2 separate regions of the Mus musculus genome follow, and region 2 is linked to region 1. A link is a contact called in public promoter capture Hi-C data. All regions are on one chromosome and are shown on one strand. The core of a region is the stretch at or near the end of the contact, and the rest is flanking DNA. Distances in the headings are between cores, read along the strand shown. Region 1 holds the start of Morc3 (microrchidia 3). Region 2 holds the start of Ttc3 (tetratricopeptide repeat domain 3).

Region 1 (6,251 bases), core at 2,279-4,778:
GCACAACTCTCAGCAACTTCTCCAGTACCACGTCTGCCCGTATGATGCCGTGCTTCCCACCATGACAACGGACTAAACCTGCAAGCTAGTCTTAATTAAATGTTTTCACTGATAAGAGTTGTGGCCATGGCTTGTATTCTCAGCAATAAAACCCTAAGCCAACTATAGAGAGAAAGCAAAAACCTCTGAGACAGGAGACCTATGACCCTTACAGCATGTTTGCAGAGCACCTATCCCCGGATGTTATGACGCCCAGATGAGGAAGGTATTCCGTCTCCTCTCCTACATGCACTTTTATTTGTATGCAAGAATGTTCGTCTGCATGTATATATTTGCAATTTGTGAATGTCTGGTACCTTGGGAGGTCAGAAAAGTGTGCTGGGTCTCCTGGACTGAAGCTATATCTGTGAGCTGCCATATGGATGCTGGTAACAGAATCCTAGACTGTCTTCTGCAAGGCAGCACATACTCCTAACTGCTGAGCAGTCTCTCCAGCCCTCCTCTGTTCGCACTGACACAGCTCCTTTCAGTGTCTCCTACTTGGCTCTGTCACAGAAGGCCTTTCTGCAGTGAGGAGATGTTCCTTCATGTCTCCTCAAGAAAGAAGAATTGGGACAGGGACCAGGTCATGAAAAGCCCATCGAGTCTTCACTAGTACACTGATATTACATTTTTAAAAATTTTTTATGATTTATTTATTATATGTAAGTACACTGTAGCTGTCTTCAGACACACCAGAAGAGGGCATCAAATCCCATTACAGATGGTTGTGAGCCACCATGTGGTTGCTGGGATTTGAACTCAGGACCTCTAGAAGAGCAGTCAATGCTTTTAACCACTGAGCCATCTCTCCAGTCCCACATTCTTTTTTTTTTTTTTTTTTTTCGAGACAGGGTTTCTCTGTGTAGCCCTGGCTGACCTGGAACTCACTTTGTAGACCAGGTTGGCCTCAAACTCAGAAATCCGCCTGCCTCTGCCTCCCGAGTGCTGGGACTAAAGGAGTGCGCTACCGGCTTCAAGTCCCACATTCTTAAAGCGAACAGAATTCATGAATGGAGAGGTGCCCGATGGCTAATAGCGCTGGCGGTTCACGCTGAGCACCTGTTCCGGTTCCCAGCCCCCATAGGGCAGCTCGCAAATCATCTGTAACTCCACTGTAACTCCACTTCCAGAGCTTCTAACAGCTTCTTCCGGTCTCTTCAGACACTGCACACGTGTGATGCACAGACACGCATTCAGGCAAAACACTCACATGCACAAAAGAAATAAACTCTCACAAAGAATAATGATAATTTTAAAAACCCAAAACAACAACAAGCCGAGACCAGGTCTGGAGAAATGGCTCAGAGGTTAAGAGCACTGACTGCTCTTCCAGACGTCCTGAGTTCAATCCCCAGCAGCCACATGGTGGCTCACAACCATCTGTAATGGAATCTGATGTGTGTCTGAAGACAGCGACTGTGTACTCAAATAAATAAATCTTAAAAAAAAAAAAAAGAGTCGATTTCTGAGACATGTCCTGATATGAAGTCATTACGCTAAATTTGATAAACTAGTTGTTAGGCTGGAACCCCTGCTCAGCCCCTGCACAACCTGGGAAACCCTGTCTGCCCTCCTTCCCCTGACCCCGCCCACACAGAGAAAACTCCCCCTGCGATTTAAGAAAAAAACTCCAGACTAACATGTCATCACTCTGACTGGGAGCTGCCCACACACGGGGTCTTTTTGACTATGTATAGGCACAATCCCAGACGTCATCACCCCGCGCACAAGACCCATAAACCCCCTTGCTTTACCCTGGATGTGCGGCTTAGATCACTGAACCCACCCAAGAGCTGCCTCCTAATCAACCTGTCTTTATTTACTTTTAATCTGATCTAAATTGGCCTATATCTGCCTCACCAAGGGAGAGAAAAAGCCTACCACGTGTCACTACATATTTCATGATTTCACTTAAATCCATGCAGAGTTGCATGGTAGTCATTAGGGGCCGAAAGGGGAGAGTGGAAGATGGATGGCTGCATTGACCTCCATTGTGGGAACACACTGAACGCCCCTAATCTGACCTTTAAAAGGTGAAGTTTACGTGTGTTTAACAACAATAAACAAACAAAATACTGCAGGGAGGTGTGGTAGTGATTCACATCTATAATCCCAGGATTTAGGAGATAGAGGCAAGAGGGTCAGGAGTTTGTCAACCTCAAGTACAAAGCAGACCAGCCTGGGTTACAGGAGGCTCTCTTTCAAAAAGAAAAACAAAGCGATTATGTGGATCTCAAGAAAATGTGGCGAGACAGGCTTTCCTCAGCTGCATCCCGTGGGGAATCCTCTTCCCTGATGAACAAGTATTTGTCCCACCCTAGGCACTGTTTTCCCCGCAAAGACAACCAGACTCGGATGAAACAGGAAAACAAGGCTGACCTGCTTGTTAATCCTGTCAACTTGACAAGATTTAGAATCCCCATGGGAACAAACCTCTGGTCAAATCCACAGGGGAGTTTCTAGACTAAGCTATTTGCAGTTCAGTGGAGAATTTGCGCAGCCTGGGCTGCTGACACTCTCTAGGTTGACTGCACGGCTCACTGACCGGCCATCATGGTTCAACTGTCTTGACAGCCACCTGTTCTGCAAGACTAGACACCAGTTTTGCTTATCTTGTGCCTCTTATTCACTCTTAAAAACAGTGAATACCACAGGTTTTAATTTTACATCCCCTTATTAATTTAAAAGTATTTAAGTTTTTACAAGCCTACAGTTAAAATATGAAGAGAAAACACAGTTGACGTGTAGGAAAAGGAGAGGATCCATCCCATACTGTAGTGTTTAATAGACAGCGGTCTATAATAAAGGATACTAAATTGTTTATCAGCAGAAGATGAACTGAACTTTTTTTCGTTTTGTTTAGTTTTTTTTTGTTTTTGTTGTTTTTTTTTTTTTTTTTTTTTCGAGACAGGGTTTCTCTGTGTAGCCCTGGCTGTCCTGGAACTCACTTTGTAGACCAGGTTGGCCTTGAACTCAGAAATCTGCCTGCCTCTGCTTTCCAAGTGCTGGAATTAAAGGCGTGCGCCACCACTGCCCGTCTGAACTTTTATAAATAAAAATATGACTATCGTTAAGACTGCAGTAAATACTCTTGCAAATCTTTTAACCTTCTCTTTACTTGTACTATTTAGCATCCCTTTCTTGACTAATTTCTACATGCTACTCGCTGCAGTACCGGGCTCCACACACACTGAATTAACGTGTCCGTGCGCTACCACTACCAGGATAAAAGCTGATGATTTTCAGGCAAACCCAAAAAGTAATTATTTTCTTCATTTTGTCCTGTAAGATTCCAGTAACATCATTACCAGCGGCCATGGATTACACTTTTGCAGTGCGATTTTCATCAGAGTTTGCCTAGCTTCTACACATCATTCTTCGCGCCAATCTTCAATCTCAAGGTCCAGCTACGCGAGGCGAGGAGCTCGCGCCCGCCCGCTCACCTACGCATGCGCCCAACGCCTGGGTCCTGCGCGCGCAGCAGGTCAGGCCCGCTCGGGCAAGCCTCTGCTGAGAATCCTAATTCGCCTTTGCCCGAGGCGGAAATGAGTGGGTGTGGCCTGGTGTTGTCGGTTCCGCCCCGGAAGTGGGCGGGGCGTTGAAGCCCGCGGCGGACTCGTAGCCTCCCAGTCGGGCTGCGGCCGAGGCCGGTCCTGGCTTTGTAGCTCACTCAAGATGGCGGCGCAGCCACCCACCGGGATCCGCCTCAGCGCGGTGAGCAGCCGCGAGGGGAGGAGCGGGCCGGGTCCCAGGAGGGCGGGCAGGCGGGCCAGCCAGGAGGTGGCAGTGGGCGGCGGCGACTCAAGGGCTGGCGCGGCGGCCGGGAGGTCGCGGCGGGGCCAAGGGTCCGCCGCCATGTCTCCTCGCTCGGAGGAGCGGCTGTAACGCGCGGCCGGTGCGCTCGCGGCATCTCGGGGCAAGCCGAGGCGGCCTCCCTCCCTCCCTCCGGCTCTGCGGCGCCCGACAGCTGTTGTGGGAGCCGCGCCCTCCGCGACCCGCCCGCCCCGGGAGCAGCCGCCGGGCCTCGTCGGGGCGGCGTGGGCTGCGGTGCAGCGCGGTTCCTGCACGCGTCCGTCCCTGTCGGTCCCGGCTCGGAGGAGCGGAGGCTAGGACTCATCTCCTCCGCTTGCTTGGCATGCCCCTGCCTTTTCGGGCCGAGCCCATTGGTGGCAAACCCTTTGGAGGTGGCTGGGAGTGGTCGCAGAAAAGGACTTACACTTTCGGGTCCAAAACATTGTGGGCGTGGCTTCACCTGATGATTCCTGCAAAGTTTTATTCTCTGCCGGCCCTGAGGTCTTAAGCGGGGAAAGTTACTTCCTTGATGTTTGAAGGATGGCTGCGGTGGCCCATGCCTGGCATCCCCAGCGCTCGGGTGACCGAAGCAGGCAAATTCTAGGACAATTTAGGGAGACAAGGGGAAGTCCTGTCTCAAAGGCAAAAAAAGCGGTACTACTGTGTTATGTAATTTCGTTGGCGAGCGGTAAGGATTTCCGGAGGTTAAAGCACCTCCCGTAGGTGCTCTTCAAGAATGCAGGTCTCCGTCCATTCATTAGGCTACTTCCGTCATTTGGGATGTGATAGCCCCAAGTGTGCATGAAGTGTTACCTAGTTTTATCGCGTCTGCCTTTTTTTTTTTTTGTGAGGTTGAGTATTCTTCACATTTTTTGTTATGTTTTGTTTTAAATTGCCTGTTAGTACGGTTTCCCCCCACACAGTTTATGTGTGTGTGTGTCTTATGCACCTGAAGATGAGGACTTCTGAACCCTCACTGCTAGTTATGAGTTGGCCCATGGGGTGCTGGTAACTGAATCCTGGTCCTCTGTAAGAGCAATTTGTGCTCTTTTGTTTGTTTGTTTGCTCTTTTGTTTGTTGACAGGGTTTCTCTGTGTAGCCCTGGCTGTCCTGGAACTCACTCTGTAGACCAGGCTGGCCTCGAGCTCAGAAATTCGCCTGCCTCTGCTTCCCGAGTGCTGTGATTAAAGGCATGTGCCACCACTGCCCGGCGCCAAAAGAGTTCTTATTCCCAGGATAGTGATAGAAATTATCCTGTGTCAATTATGAGTGACTAAGGTCCTGGAACAGGATTTAGATTCCTGTGAGTAATGGGGGTGGCGGTGGTGGTGAGTGTGTGTCTTGGGTTACCCAACAAGTGGCTGACTTCCTGATTGCCAGGCAAATGTTCTTTATGTTGCTGTATCCCCAGCCTTATAGAAGTCCTAAATCATACAACAAAATAAATGCATAGATGAGTACATTTGCAGAAGTACTGGCTGGAGGGGTCAGGTAGCAAGCAGGCAGATCTTTGCTGGGCCCAACAATACATTTGAGAGTTTTACCTAGCAAAGGGATGCTAGGTCAAATACAGAGTTGATGGTAAGTAGCTCTTAAGAGAGACTAAGAAGTCAGGCCTTGTGGTACATCTGTAATTTTATCCACTGTGGAGGCTGAGGTAGTAGGACTACAAATTCAAGGCCTGCCTGAGCTACAGAGTGAGTTCAAGGCCAGCCTAGACAACCTGTCTCAAAATAAAAAGGAAAGAGGACTGGGCTGTGTTTCAGTGGGAGAGTACTTGCCGCCATGTCTGGGGCCCAAGTTCAACTCCAGCACTTGAGGGCACTAAAGATAGCTCAAGAGAATTTTGGCTGTCATACAACATTCCATTTCTCAATCATGATGTTATGGTTAGCCAAACATATACAAGATCCTCAGTACAGATGGACCTTTAGAGAACTTCCATTCATGACAGTTAGCCTTAGGTGTTGCCACAAGTATTTGAAGTCTCTATTTTGGGTCAGGGATATATCCCAGTGTAATATAGCACACACTTAGCATGTGCTACGGCCCTTGGTTCTACTGCAGTACCAAAAATAAAATACAAATGCTATTTCTTTAAAAAGCTACATCCAAGTGACAAGGCGTAATATAAGCCCAGCACTAAGAAAGGTGAAGTGAGAGGATCAAGAGTTCCAGGCCAGCTTATACCATTTTCTTGACCCTTTACTCAATAAGAAAGATAAGCCACAGCCTAAAGAGAACTCCCAGGTTGAGTCCTGATCAGTAGAAATGGGTGAATTACATGTCTAATTGGTTCTGCATCTGAACCTTTTTCCCTCCTTACATATTGCATTCTCTGATTCTTCAAAGTTGAAGGGCCAGGAAAACGGCTCAGTTTGGTAAAGTGCACTCGGTGAAATCATGAAGACCTTAGG
Region 2 (6,677 bases), core at 1,830-4,329, 540 kb after region 1:
AGAAGACATGTTAGTGAGGCATGGTCTAGTCTGTAAGGTTCATATACAATAAAGATGCTCCCCAAAGGCCTGCCTCACTCTCTCAAAATTCAGGATCTGTAGCTCCTTATTTGTACCAGTCTTAGAATACTTACCATAATTACCATATTAACACGTTTTTAGTGTCTTAGCTTTTATACTGTACTTTAAAAAGTCTAAGGCTACCACCCAGCACTCCCAGAGACTAAACCACCAACAGAGAGTTTACATGGAGGGATCCATGGGTCCAGATAAGTATCCTGCAGAGATTGGCCTTATCCGACATGATTAGGAGGGAAGGTCCTTGGTCCTGTGGAGGCTTGATGCCCCAGCATAGGGGGATGCTAGAGTGGTGAGGCAGGAGTGGGTGAGTGGGTGGGGGAGCACCCTCATAGAGGCAAAGGGGAGGGGAGAGAGGAGGGATGGGATGGGGGATTTGTGGAGGGGTAACGGGGAAGGGGGATATCATTTGAATTGTAAGCAAATTTAATGATAATTTAAAAAAAGTCTATGGACATATTTCTTAGGAACTTATTGCTAGAATTTGCTCCTGCATTTTACATGCTCATTGTTTCTCCATAGGGAAGAAGTAATTACTTAAGAAGTAGTTGCTTAAAGGGAACTTGTCACCTCTGGTTCTGACTGTCTATGTACAATCTTCTTTCTACCAATACCCAGTCTTGTAGGCTCCTTTTCTGCTGTCTCCGTGTTTTAACAATAGATTCTAAACTTCTCCACATGGACTAACTCGTTTAATCCTCAAAACAGTCCTGAGACGCACATGTATATTTTTATACACAAGAAAGGACTCATTTGTACAAAGGAAGTGGTGGAGACAGGTTTCAGGCTACATCAGCAGTGGTGGGTTTTGTCTTAAGAATGAAGTGTTACAGAGCTTTGTATGCCAAGACTGGAATACAGTAACTCCTGAAGAGATGGTTTGTGCTTTCTGTAAGCTTCTGGTGCCGAACAAAGATGCTTACAGAGATCTTTTCCTTTCTGCATGGTAAGTTGTAGTATTAAAAGATAGCACACAGCAGCACAGCACATGAGGAGGGCTCTTCCTGCTCCTTAATCTCCTCCACCCTATCCCTGTTTTGCTTCCTGGATATGTTTTACTTATCTGTCGTCTCCAAGTATGCAGAAAGCTCAAATGAAGGCAGACAAGGTTTGGTTATTTTACCTTTCCCTGGCCTCTAACACTGTCTGATACATAGTAAGTGCTCAGTAAATTCTTCAATTAGGTTTTGGTTTATCTAACATGCTTGTAGATTCCAATCCTTAAAATCCTCTTTGAATAGTAATTTATAGAAATAAAGGGCAGCTAATGTTTATTAAGCAGCTTCTTTGCATAAATTACCCAAGTTAATACAAGAGTCAAAGGACTTCAGTAGAGTGAAGTCTGCCAGTATACCTGTTCTAATTCCAGTCCTGTTGCTATTTGGCTTTGATCAAGTTACTTAAATTCAGTATTCCCATCTTTAAACTGAGGAAGCAAGGCAGCACCTACTTCACAGGTTCACTTCATGCAAAACACAAAGCTCTCAGGCCAAACAATGATTCCACGAAAGAGCCAGTAACTGTAGCTTCTTCATCCCACTACACTACAGCTAAGCTAGTACTTTTCACTTAAGAATTGGGAAGGATACCTCCACATAGACATTCTGATTTCTATCAAGGACCAGGTTGGATTGTGGGCATTCAATTTTCTACCACTTGATTGCCTCATATCTTCCAAACTATTTGAAGAGGGACTTTGGTTCTGTTTGTTGAGTTGGTCATATTAAGTTTGTTTTTGTTCTTTGTTTTTGTTTTGTTTTGTTTTGTAAGCCTCAGTGGCCTCATCTACAAAATGGAACATTGTGGGCATTAATGCAGATCCCAGACGTTAAGGGTACATTCTTACACCTGACTTCTCTGGCCCATTATCTTCACTCTTCAGCTACAGCATGCTATCCTGGAGCTATAAGCATCTCACTTCCAAACCTTCACAGGCCTTCACTCAGAGACTCTATCCATGGTCCTTCCTGACTTATTCTGATAGAACTGCCAGGGAGTGGCCTGGAGGTAGCTAACCCCAATTTCTAAACCTTCCAAGGCTCTTCCAGGGCACTCATCATGCTCTCTGAACTGTGGGTTTACTATGCTTCTCCACATGACTATGACCTCAAGGATTGGGGCCAGGTTTTATTCACATTAGCATCAAGCCTAGTGCTAAATAAATATTGGAGAGTTCATCTAGAACTGCATACATAAACTGAGCAAACAAACGGTACCCCTTTTAGGACTCGTGAAGAGACACAGGTAGAAAGAATCAACAGTTCATGTGTGTACGTTCTAAGGACAAACACATTATTTCCTGGTTCTCAATACCATTAAGGGCCTTGGCCATCCATCATTCCAGTACTTACTGAAGCCAAATTGTGAGCTTAGGAAAAGAACAAAGCCATAAATCGCTCTTTCTGGCAATGGCGACGGTGAATTTTCCACCATCTTCCCTGTGGCTTTAGACAATCTGTGGAAAAGGAACACAATCGTCGTCAGACATCTCCCCCCGCCCCCCTTCACCAATGGTCTGTTACATAATCTCATCGCTTGCTGCGGACACAGCCACTGCGGATGTTCGCGCGCGCGCGCCACTGCAGCTGAGGGGGCGGCGGGAGCGCGCGCTGCGGGGAAAATGCGCACCTCGGACCCTCTGAGGCGAGGAAGGGGCCCGGGCTGGACAGAGGCCCCGAGTCCTGCCCTCTCATGATGGGCCCTGTCCCAGCCTTCGTGAGGCTCAGAGGAAACAGGAGGCCCGGGACCTTGAGTCCTGCGAGCACCGACGCCCACCCGTCCCCACCCTTCAGCCCCACTCAGTCCAATGCGCAGGCGCGGCTCAGCTACCCCCGCAGCGTGGGCGGAAATTAAAAAAAAAAAAAAACCTGAGGAAAAGCAGAGGCTGGCAGGCGCCCCCGCCGCTTGGCGCAGGCGCACCGCGACCGCAGCGAGGGGGCTAGCACGGTCTCACCACCCACCCCACCGAGCTGAGGGGGCGACGCGGCGACTGCGCATGCGCACCCTAAGCCACGTGACCCGCCCGCCTCAGGAGCCGCGGAGCGTTCGCTCTGCGGGTCTGGTTGACGTGGAGGGCCGGAGGCGTCGGCAGCCCGCGTCTGAGGCTCGCGGGCTGCGGGCCCGGGTGAGTGCAGACCCTGCGCGCGGCGGGGCTCACGGAAGCGTCTGCGCGTCCCGCCGCAGCCGAGATGCCCGGGCATCGGGGCGCTCCACACCTCCCTCCGTGGGTGTGTGGTGAGTGTGGGTGTGCGCGTCGCCGCGCGTCTCGCCGAGCGCCCGCGCGCTGAGGGGGTGTGGCCGCCCTTGCCCTTGTGGGTGTGTTCCCTTTGTCCAGTGACCCTCGGGCGTCCTTAACGGTAGAAGGGGGGTCTTTTGTGTGCGCGTCGCCTGGCGTGCGGGTGACATCCCGGGTCAGGTACCCGTTCCCGCGTTCCGAGCGCTCGGGGACGCGCCTCTGGGTCTGCGGCTGGCCCGCTTTGTTCCTACGCTCTCCCTTCCCTACGACGGCGTGGGCGTCCTTCTCATCCTCTGAGGATGGTGGTTCCCCTCCCACCTTTGTCACTGCCTTCCCTGTGGTGTGCGCGCCCCCTCCTCAGCACCCGCGCGCGCCCGCCCACCCGCCGCTGCGGCAGGCTGCAGTGGCAGGCGCGCGCGTGCGTCCTCGAGGGTCCCCAAAGGTGCGCTGTGTAGGGGCCCTGTGGCGTGCGCGGGGTTGGAATTGCGGTGACGCGCGTGCGCGCTGCCCCTGGTCTGTGTGTGCGCGCCTCTCCCCCCCACCCCCACCCCCGTTTCTGGGAGGACCCGGGAGGGACGCAGAGCTGCCCCCCACCCCACCTCCCCACCTGCAGCCTTTTCCTACGCCTGCGCAGGGCTGCTGCTCCGCAGTGCTGGCGACGTCACTGAGGCCTGGGCTGCCATCTCCTATTGGGGAGGGGACAGACTAGGGGGGTGGGGGGACAAAGGACCAAAATGAAGCCGAGGGTGTGTCGGTACCACTGCACGGTACCTTTCTCAGAAGCTTGTAGTTTCCAGACGTCCTTCAGTTTGCAAATTCTTTCCACCGTTTGTGCTTGTGCCTCTCACCAGGCGATGGCTAACACTGGGTATTGCAGGGTGTTTATAGCAGCCTTTTAAAGCTCTGGACTCTGGCGAGGGATCAAGGGAACAGGGTTGAAATCATACAGGTTTTACTGCTCTCTCCGGGGCAGTTTTCTCACAACCACAGCTCTAGTTAGAACACGTTCTTTCAAGAAATGTGTATTTTATTTTAAGAAAAATGGGTTTGTTATACGGTAAAACTCTCCTAGGGATTCAATTGCCACTACTGTGCTTGTCAGGGGTTTGTGCTTTGCGCTCAAGGGCTGCGGATTGTCTTTCTCTCCTGCTCGGTTTTCTTATTGTTGCTTAATTTTCCTTTTTTCTCTTTTAATTTCTGGAATACTTAGAGATTAAACACAGGTAGATCTAACCAAATCAGGCCATTTTGTTTGTTATATATTTATTTTTTTGCCAAATTTACTTCAGATTCTCCAAAACAAACAAAAACAAAAACAAACAAAAAAAAGCTTAAACATTTTTGGAGATGCTGAGAGTTTGAGCCCCTCCTTACCTAGAGATAGCCACTGTGTTCAGGTTTGTGTGTATCATTTCCATGCATAACTTATAATTTGGTAATGGTGAATATATAAACAATACATAGTATTTGTTTTTAACCAAAGTGATATAAAATTGTGACTTTTTGCAACTTGCTTTTTCACTCAGCATCACGTTTTGAGATTTATATATGAATAAATCGAATAATTGTACTTTCTTTGAATTATTATAAATGTTGGTATAGCACTGCATTGTACTCATTTTGATGGACTTTGGAATTGTTTATAGTCTTTACTCTTTAAAACGGTCCTGCAATAAATATCTCTGTACCTGTTTGCTGTGCACACTTTTGGAGTTTCTCTAGGACATACCCTTAAGCATAATTTTGCTGGGTAGTAGAATATATACATCTTCCACTTAACCAGATATGATAGAAACGTTCAAAGTGGTTGTACCAGTTTTAATGGTCACTGATATGGAGAACACCCATTTCCTCACATGCTTGCTAACAAACTTTTTTTTCCTCTTTTTACTGACCATCTTATTTATGACTTTAGCTTTCTGCTAAATTTGCTTAAAAGACTGCCTTTTGTCTAGCCATGTGACAGCAAATGGGTTAAACTCTCACAGCTGGTTGGTTCGGTCTTTAATGATTTTGGTCCTCATAACATTCATTGAAATGAACAGTTATGTTATCTAATGTTGCTTTGGCTGATGTAAAGATAAGATTTCATGGTATGTTATATGTACCTCCCACACAGCAAGTGAACTGATAGAATTAAAAACACTTTAAAGGTATGATGTTTTTCTTTAAATCCTTTCCTCTTTGATGTAGTACTTGATATATTCAGAATACATGTAACTTATTTATTGACAAACTGTGAAGTAAAACAAATGAACACTTACAAGTCTACCAGTGGGACCAAGAATCAACCTAACCAGTATTGAATATTTCACTTTCAGAGGTGATTATCCTGAATTCATGTTATTCTTGTATTTTAAACATTTTTATCAGATTTTTGTGTATCATTTAGCACTGAATTGTGTGTATAGCTTCTGTGTTTGAGTAAAGCACATTATTCTGGGTATAGTCTTCTGAAACTTACTTTCACTAAATGCTGTGTTTCTAAGTAACTAATACTCCGTAGAGATGTAAGCCATTAATTCTTTACTGCTTGTGTAACGATGGATGAATATAATGCGGTTTACTTCTGTTTCTGTTGGTGGGCATTTTGACTGTTCTGTTTTCCCATAGAAATGTAACCAGCACACCCACTTGGAAGAACTATGGTATAGCTGCAAGTAGGAAAGCAAAAGAATAGTTTAAAATGCTGGAAAGGCCTCTTTTAATTCTAGCACTTCCTCTGTCCACTTATATAGAAAGTGGTATAATTTGTTTTTTTCTGTTAATTTTTAGTGTTTCTAATTACTTTTATTCAACTCAATTGTGTGATAAAACTAGCTATAATACCTACAAAGGTTTGACACCTATTTACTTGTGTGGGTATATGTGCCATGGCACATGCAGGGAGCCTGGAGGACACATGTGGATTGGGGATTGGGCTCTGGTTGTCAGGTTTGGTGGCAAGCACTCCTACCCACTGAGCCAACCTGCTGGCCTAGTTATGTATTTGGAAAAACCATAGTTTTACTTTAAAATGTCCTTTTGATACTCTAGAAATTTATCCTTTGCAATGCTGAACTCTTTCAGATATCGTTAGTAGCTCGAGGGAATTACATAAGTTTCAAAAGCATCTTTAGTGCTTTGTGAATAGATTGGAGTACCCAGCATCATGAGTTATTTAGTAGGAGTGGAACTGCTGGTTTTTAGGGGTATGAATGTTCAACTTTATAAAATGATTTCAAACTGGATCTGAAGTGTTAGTACCAGCTTGTGTTTTTACTTAATAGTTTTGTCAGTTTCTATACTTTGATCAGCGTTATATGAGAGTTTTAGGCAACCTGCAGCCTGTTAAACACTTGTTATCTTAGATCTCTTTGTATTT

Evidence for each region. Capture Hi-C pulls out chosen DNA fragments and counts their contacts.
Region 2: a contact with region 1 is called in a promoter capture Hi-C map of liver. The contact joins the promoter of Ttc3 here to the promoter of Morc3 in region 1. A contact is called at or near these places in 4 of 39 promoter capture datasets (the 3T3-L1 cell line, cranial neural crest, maxillary cranial neural crest and 1 more), 2 of 484 Hi-C or Micro-C datasets (both in embryonic stem cells), 3 of 115 datasets of contacts at active chromatin or transcription factors (epiblast stem cells, extraembryonic endoderm stem cells and microglia) and 2 of 9 other capture datasets (adipose tissue and liver).

Annotation. Positions count from the first base shown.
Region 1 is chr16:93,828,593-93,834,843 of GRCm38.p6, forward strand. Morc3 (microrchidia 3) reads left to right here and starts at 3,529. Exons shown (of 17, transcript NM_001045529.3): 1 at 3,529-3,756. The coding sequence starts at 3,718. It overlaps Gm30881 (a long non-coding RNA gene), which reads right to left and starts at 4,500. Exons shown (of 3, transcript XR_876266.3): 1 at 4,259-4,500.
Region 2 is chr16:94,367,660-94,374,336 of GRCm38.p6, forward strand. It overlaps Ttc3 (tetratricopeptide repeat domain 3), which reads left to right and starts at 3,080. Exons shown (of 46, transcript NM_009441.2): 1 at 3,080-3,202. Pigp (phosphatidylinositol glycan anchor biosynthesis, class P) reads right to left here and starts at 2,891. Exons shown (of 5, transcript NM_001159618.1): 1 at 2,707-2,891; 2 at 2,430-2,533. The coding sequence starts at 2,771.